Linked DNA regions of Arabidopsis thaliana: region 1 is linked to region 2. Evidence: chromatin contacts called from public HiChIP or PLAC-seq data. All regions are on one chromosome and are shown on one strand. The core of a region is the stretch at or near the end of the contact, and the rest is flanking DNA. Distances in the headings are between cores, read along the strand shown.

Evidence for each region. HiChIP or PLAC-seq counts read pairs in DNA pulled down with a chosen protein or histone mark.
Region 1: a contact with region 2 is called in an H3K9ac HiChIP or PLAC-seq map of seedling, with 3 times the contacts expected there. The contact joins the promoter of GRF6 here to the promoter of OPR3 in region 2. A contact is called at or near these places in 14 of 26 Hi-C or Micro-C datasets (callus, cotyledon, leaf and 5 more), 2 of 2 datasets of contacts at active chromatin or transcription factors (seedling and shoot) and 1 of 3 other capture datasets (seedling).

What each region holds. Positions count from the first base shown.
Region 1 is chr2:2,423,709-2,427,929 of TAIR10.1, forward strand. GRF6 (G-box regulating factor 6) reads left to right here and starts at 2,468. Exons shown (of 3, transcript NM_001335301.1): 1 at 2,468-2,827; 2 at 2,921-3,140; 3 at 3,229-3,615. The coding sequence starts at 2,515. The coding sequence ends at 3,547. It also overlaps the pseudogene AT2G06190.
Region 2 is chr2:2,359,912-2,364,011 of TAIR10.1, forward strand. OPR3 (oxophytodienoate-reductase 3) reads right to left here and starts at 2,464. Exons shown (of 5, transcript NM_126619.4): 1 at 2,216-2,464; 2 at 1,984-2,072; 3 at 1,767-1,907; 4 at 237-367; 5 at 1-155. The coding sequence starts at 2,060.

The DNA.
Region 1 (4,221 bases), core at 1,218-3,717, 64 kb after region 2:
TGGCTGAAGAGATTTTAGTTGTTAAGGAAGTTGTCAAAGCTAAGTTAGAGGCTACCGGGAAAAAGAACAAAGTCGCTGCTGATAAACGTCGGAGATTCAAAGTTTTCAAAGAAGGTGATGATGTGATGGTGCTCCTTCGTAAAGGGAGATTTGCAGTTGGAACGTACAACAAGGTAAAGCCTCGCAAGTATGGCCCGTTTAAGGTGTTGCGGAAGATCAATGATAATGCTTATGTTGTGGCTCTCCCGAAATCAATGAACATTTCCAATACCTTCAACGTAGCTGACATTCATGAGTATCATGCAGACGGGGTCCTTTATCCAGAAGAGAACTTGAGGACAAGTTCTTCAGAGGTGGAGGAGACTGATGTAGGAGAGATTTAGCAGTTTTACATTTCTTTTCATATTTCCTTATTTCAAGTTTTCTATTTTGCTTAGAGTTTTCTATTTTATGATTTGGTTTCTTCTCTATATATAGAAAGACCCTAAGTTTTTTGCTCGACACGTTTTATCATTTTAATTAATAAAAGCAGAGAGTTTTTCTCTAATCTGGTGGATTTCCAAAGTTTCAACCTTTCAAATTCGACGCTTGCGAACTTGATTCATGTTTAGGCATAGTGATTGCTATTCCTAGAGGTTCCGACTCCGTAAGTATTTTAATTCTATATAAATAAATGAAGAAAAAAGTAATCATAATTACCCAAATAAAACAGTTTGTTTATATTCCTTTTTAAAATTTTAAGTAACATCGTTAATGTGCTTAGTGTTCTTTATGTTTTGCTTCCCGTCAATATTAAATAATCTTTACATGGAAATTAATCGGTCTCATATATAAAAGAGAAATTGAAGACGATTAAGATGCTATTAACTTTATTTATGAGTATGTATTATGTGAAACACCTTTTATTTATAACTTCAACATAATCGTTTCTAATCTTTCAAAAAAAACTGCCTAAATATTTTTAAATCGTTACGTCTCAAATATAGTCTTTTTAAATATAGTTAATTTATCAACCTTATATATTTTTGGATAAAAAACATGATTTATATGATCAATTTAGATGTATTTTTAGTATTAGAGGTTTTCCTAAGAAAATAAATCATGTTTTTATGAAGTGTAAGTTTCTGAGGTTTTTTCACAAACCCCCACCATCTGTTAATGCATTGGGTCTAACTTCATTTGATGACCGACTTCAAATGAATTATTTACATAGGCATGAACAAAATTTTAAATTTTGATAATTAAAATAATCTTTAACAAAGAAAAAAGATAATTAAAATAATCACAGTTTTTTTTCTTTTGAGAAATATAAAATAATTTAGAAAAATTCAAAAGAAAACAAAAATAAAAGAGGGAGAAAGAGATGTGGCATGAGTGATGGGTGTGTATGGGAGTGAGTGAGAGCTGTGAAAGGGAAGAGTCGCAGAGAGTGCAGAAGTTTTCAGAGTTTGCAGACTCACTCATTATTTTCCCTCTCTCTCTCTCAAACTTTTTTACTTCTATTCTCATAAATATTTTTTATTCAAAACAATTTATTATTCATGCATAGTGTTTTTAACACAAGTGGACCGTGTACACTTAATTTTATAAATGTCGAATGTGTTGGAGCTACGAGTACTACGAGTCGTCTATCTAACCAAAGATGTCACATTACACGATACGGTTTATTTGATTGAAGAACAAAAATAATGATTTGGTATAATTCAAAATTTATAAACTCATTACAATTGGACTTCTTTCATTTTATTTTCTAATACTATAATGAATGATTAAGAGAATGTTCTTTGTGGTTAGCTAAACCTTTATAACGATCTTTGTAATAGTTGCAATATGCTTACATGTTTCTTTTTTTATAGTTAAAACATTAAGAAGAATAGAAGAGGGACATAAATCCTCTCACTTGGCTATTTACTTACTATATTTAGGATCGAATATAAATGCTAAAAACATCTTAAATATTGTAGGGTTAAATTCAAGCTTCTTTCACAAATAAGTATTTTTTTTTTCTTATTTTTTCTTTCTCACATATACTAAAGTTTGAGATATAAGTTATATGACTCAAAAGATATCATAACAACCCAACATTAGAGCTGAAATTTTTAATGTCTTATTATTTTGTACACAACTTTACCTCTTAAGTTTCATGACTTGTTAGATTTTTTTTTTGTCAACCAAAAATAATTAGAACTTAATAGAGTCAATCCCGAAGGATATTGTTTACGTATACGTATGTAACTTGGTAGATTCTCTTTTCGGTTACCAAATTTTCTCGTTTTTCTAAACGCAAACAAAAGTTACAAACTCCTGAATATAATACGTAAATAAATTAAACATAAGTTATCTATGCCCCTTGTCACAAAATTTAGCTTTTAAGAAGGAAAAGAAAAACCTGAAATGGTGCTTAAGATAAAACCAAAACTAAAGCTGAAAAGAAAATTTTAAGAAATAAGAAAAAGGAATAATAAACAAGAAGAGGACATGAAGCACAGAGATTCTGCAGACTGCAGGTGACCAATGGACACTTTATCAATAAAAACATACCTACTACTCTCTTACACTTTCAATTTTCCAATACAAATCCCAATCTTTAATCTCTCTTTCTTCTTCATCTCTCTTTCTCTTTCTCTCTTCATGGCTACAAGGATTCCATTCACAGAATCACAATGGGAAGAACTTGAAAACCAAGCTCTTGTGTTCAAGTACTTAGCTGCAAATATGCCTGTTCCACCTCATCTTCTCTTCCTCATCAAAAGACCCTTTCTCTTCTCTTCTTCTTCTTCTTCATCTTCTTCTTCAAGCTTCTTCTCTCCCACTCTTTCTCCACACTGTAAGCACACTTTATCTTCTTTGCTTTGTGCTCTATGATGGTTATCCTTAGGGTTTGGTGATAATGTAAACGAATTTGACTCTTTTTTTTCAGTTGGGTGGAATGTGTATGAGATGGGAATGGGAAGAAAGATAGATGCAGAGCCAGGAAGATGTAGAAGAACTGATGGCAAGAAATGGAGATGCTCTAAAGAAGCTTACCCTGACTCTAAGTACTGTGAGAGACATATGCATAGAGGCAAGAACCGTTCTTCCTCAAGAAAGCCTCCTCCTACTCAATTCACTCCAAATCTCTTTCTCGACTCTTCTTCCAGGTTTCAAACACACCTTCCTCCTCTGTTTTACTCTAATGACAACACAATGATTGACTATTTTTTATCTTCAAAACATGTTTGAAAGTAGAAGAAGAAGAAGTGGATACATGGATGATTTCTTCTCCATAGAACCTTCCGGGTCAATCAAAAGCTGCTCTGGCTCAGCAATGGAAGATAATGATGATGGCTCATGTAGAGGCATCAACAACGAGGAGAAGCAGCCGGATCGACATTGCTTCATCCTTGGTACTGACTTGAGGACACGTGAGAGGCCATTGATGTTAGAGGAGAAGCTGAAACAAAGAGATCATGATAATGAAGAAGAGCAAGGAAGCAAGAGGTTTTATAGGTTTCTTGATGAATGGCCTTCTTCTAAATCTTCTGTTTCTACTTCACTCTTCATTTGATCATCTTTTGTTCTTATAACCTTGTATTTCTTGTTAAGATGGTAATGCAAATTCTCTCTTTTTTTGTCTAATTTAATTAGGAGTTTCTTTTTGTGATCCATGCATTATATTAGCATAAAAGATTTAACTTGTGTAAAGTAGTTATATTAGTTTGGTTTCAATGTTTAAATTGTTTCTGCTCATCTCTTGTCAATATTAGTGATAGTACGATGTCACTAAGTCATTGATTAGCAACAAATTTATCAATTCATGTTTCTGTAATTAATTATTTCTGATTCTTTTTGTCAGAAACTTGTTCATTAAACTATTTACTGTGGATAGTAAATAGTTTTTTTTTATAATTAAAACAGTAAATAATTTTTCTTAAAGGTTATGTTATAGAAAAAAATGATGAAGAAAATAAGAAAAGAGTAAAAAAAAGACAGGTTTTGCAATTGAGTTGAGTTGAGTTCTGCTCCCTGACTGAGTTTGGTCAGGTCTGAAAAAGCCACACACCCAATCAAAAGCTTTCTGCTCTGACTCAGTGAGAGAGAAAGACGACTTCTCTTATTCTCATCAAACTGAATTATTATTTCTTCACTCACACACATGAGTACATGACATAAAGCAAATTATACTTGTGTGTGCGTGTAATTTTGTTGCTTATAAACTATAATTGCAGTCAATATGTTCTG
Region 2 (4,100 bases), core at 1,214-3,713:
ATAATCCTCCACCACCCGAGGTATCTCGGAAGCTTCTAAAGCCCGAGGTTTCGGGTACTTCACGTGGGAACCATCGGGCAACAAAACTCGCCACCTGTTTTCCGAGATTGGTTTGTTCGTTGACGATATTGGTGATCCTCCATTAGGTTGATACACTATACAAAGACTCAAAAATGTTATAAAGTTTCCAAGTCCTTTATAAGATTTACGAGTGGATAATGAGGAGACATATAAACCTGCATGAGAAGCACGTCCAACATGCCATAATTGACAAAAGATGAAACCTCCCTTAGCGTGAACTGCTTCCACAACTTGCTTCCATGCTTCTACTTGTTCATCTGAATAGATTCCAGGCACATGTGGGAACCTGCAAAACTTTCTTTATATTAGTTTCACTCCTTACAACAACATTACAAGACTTGTAAAGAATATTCATTACAAGTCTTTCTTTATTTCATGATTCTTTTTATTTGCCTTTTCTTTGAATGTGGCTGATAAAATCTAAACCTCTCTATTCTTATCACGCCACTAAACTATTATTGGTGGGTCCTGTCACCCACATTCCTTATAATGACAAGACAAAACAACTCAAAATGCAGTCGATTCTTTTTAGTGAAACAATGATAAATCGGATCCTTTAAACTTTCTCCGGTATGTCAAAAAAAAAAAAAAAACTTTTAAAGTGAGATAAGCAAAAACCATATTTCTATTAAATTTAGTCACCATAAATCATTTCTAATTCAAAACTATTTTATACTTTCTCTATTCCTTTTTGTTTGATTGTTTAGAAAAAACACATATATTAAGATAAATATATTAAAGTTGATTTTAATTGTATTATTTTTGTGTTTTAAAATTTCCTATAACTTTAAACCAATGGTATTCAATCATTTTTATTAAAGTTTACAACTCATCAATAATAACTAATAAATATTGCATAAAAAACCTTAAAAATTAATTTTTTTGAAACAATTTTTTTTCAATCTTTTTGAAACAAATTTTTTTTCTAGAAAATCAAAAAAAAAAGAACAGATGGAGTATATCTTAAAGAGATTCCTTTTATTTTAAATGTAGAATGTCTAACCTAATAATCAACCTTTATTTAATAAAAGACTAATAGGGCAGTAATAATACATATACTGTTTTTACATTGTTCTTTTCAATTCTAATACTAACAATAGTAGAGACACACACAGTCACACAAAAAAAACTAATAAAAGACTAATAGTAGGTTTCTTATTGTTCTTAAGCAACATGGCCGGCTCAAATATTGGCGAGACCTGGTGCCACACCAGACCCAAAAAAATTAAGTGTCCTTGAATAAAAAAAAAAAATTTGGTCTATTATTATCATTGAAATAAATATTGTTAATTTGTTTTCAAAATTTGTGGTTTTTAGTTATAGAAATGTTATTTAAAAAAACTTAGATCTTTCACATAGTTTTTTATAACTAAAGTGGAGTTTTTAAGATATATATTTTAAATTAGTGGCTATTTTATTTTTTTTGTATGAAAAAAAATAATAAAAAAAATTGGACCCTTGGACAGAACATCTAAGCCGCAATAATACTAATTTGATAAAACCAAAATTATGTATAAATAATAGTACTAATATGAGTTGATTTGATATTTTAATGAAAATCAGATTGTTTTCCTAACGACAAAAGCCGTTTATTAAACAGTACAGTTAGTTGACGTCATCTCATCGTAGTTTTTACTTTTGGTCTTAAAAAAGAAAGAAAGAAGTAAGTAAAATGACGAGAATACCCTGCGGATCCGGGAGAGACCATGGTGCCTTCGGAGATGAGAAAACCGCCGGGAGTGGTCCGTTGAGCATAATACTCTGCCAACGCCGCGTTTGGTACTCCGTTCAACGCCCTGCACCGCGTCATCGGCGCCAGAACCACTCTGAAAACGCAAACGCGATATGAGACTACACGTCATACAAAAACCACTCAAGATCATTAATCTAGCTGAAACTCACCGATGAGAGAGATCGAATCTTCCCATCTTGTAAGAAGAAAACAGAGTCTCGTTAGAGTTCCCTTGTGCCGCCGTCATGTCTCCGCCGATCTGGAAGAAGGAGAAGTAAAAGTCAGATCTGAGAAATCAACGGTCAATACAAAAATATTGAGTAGTAGTTAGTTGGATCTTCTTCATTACATAAAAGGACAAAACACAAACTACAAAGTAACTTAAGTTTGTGATGAGTTTACCGGTTTTGTTATTCGGAAATAGAAAATTCGAGTGGATGTGTTGTTGTTGTGTGGTCGTGGAAATGGAATTTGCTAAATTTTATATCCAAAAAAGGTTAGGTTGATGGATGGACCGGAGGAGTTCTTGGCATCTTGGACCGAACCGACCATTACTTTCACGTGCTGATTTGTTTTATAATAAAGTTCAAAGTTTGGTCCGCGTGAGATATTTCGTTCTATTTTGCTTCATATTATATTATTTTTATTATTTGGATCTATCAGAGATGTTTCTTAGTGGATTGGCAATGAGCCTGATTTCCTAAATGAAATTAACGGATACGAATATGATTGACATTCGCTTTACGTACATTGATAGGTCATTAGCTATGTTAACATTAATATATAACAGGTTGACAACATTTCAATGTATAAAGTCATAGTTGTCTTCCATTAACAGGTCAGAATAAAGGTGAAATAGTGAGTTTAAAACATTACGTAAAAACTAATTCCATGATTGGTTGTCCAATTAGGAGGGAAAGGGTTTAAAAAATAACTTCAGAAAATAAAAGTTTAGAATATTGTGCTAAATAGTTTGCCTTAGTATTACATAAACATGAAATAGAAGAAAGCAAGAAAAGGAGACACATAGCAATTCAAGATCTTCTAAAAAATTAGAGAAAGCGAGTCATTCTTCAGGGGACTGTACCATCAAAACTTACTCTGAATAATTATCTGTTTCAAATGCCTGACACTTTATCCTTCTTGAAAGGATATTTTTTATTGCCAATATTAAAACTTCCAATTCCGAGTGAAAAAGAAAGGGACACCTCCGAAGACACTTTGCACCAAGTAAAATTGTATTGTCAATTCCTAGGAAACACCACCATACTAAATTCATAGATGGATCTGCCGATTTCCATGAATTCATCAATCCTACATCTTAAAGATTGAATTGGAGTTTCCAAAGTATCCCTAATAACACTAGATTCAGTTGGAGCTAATTGAGCTCCTTCTCACATTTGTTTTTTGTTACTCCAAACGTGATTTAAAATATCTGAAATTCAACCCTTCAGTGAGACTCTTGTCTTGTACCTCTAGTACATCTCCCATCATCAAATCCTTTTGCTCATCCTCTAGAACTGAAACTTTAGAAATATTATCGACCATTTGTGAGCCCTGAGTTACTTTATTGATTGTTTTTGGTTCGTACAATGGTTTAGACCAAACTGGACTTGCATCCTTCCTAGTATATTTTGTTCCCTCAACAGAATATTGAGAATTCATCAAGCCATCCTTAACTAATCATTTCCCAGCCACTTCATTATTCTCAGCCCAAGTCCCAGGGAAACTCTTTTTGTGCCCCTAACTTGGAAAAAGTTTTTTTTTTTATCATATTGCCTATGAGAACAGATAGCTAATATCTTTTGATAAATGTAGAAAGATGGCTAATTAAGAGATTTATAAATAAAATTAAATATTATCTTGAGAAAATTTTAATTTATAGAATTATTTTGATGTTTTATATGAAATTGCATTGATTCTTATGAGATCTAAAAATATGGTTAAAATCTTATAAGAGTAAAAGATGATATTTGTGTGTAGATTAGATCGGTTACTGGTAAAATGGTAGGTGATTTATAAGCCACTTATAAATCAGGTACATAATCTAAAATACGTTATGATCTTCAAGATACACTATCTTTAACTAAATGAAACATTGAAAATTTATTTCATTTTGCTTTTTATCTATTATTTGTATATTCATTAATTGTCATTTATTTTTCGCCAATGACATTTGTATTTTTGAGTCTATTTTTCGTAAACCATTTTTGGGCATACCATTTTTAGAAAACATTGTTTGTTTAGTTTAATATAATTCAACCATTTTAGTTATAGAACCTCACTA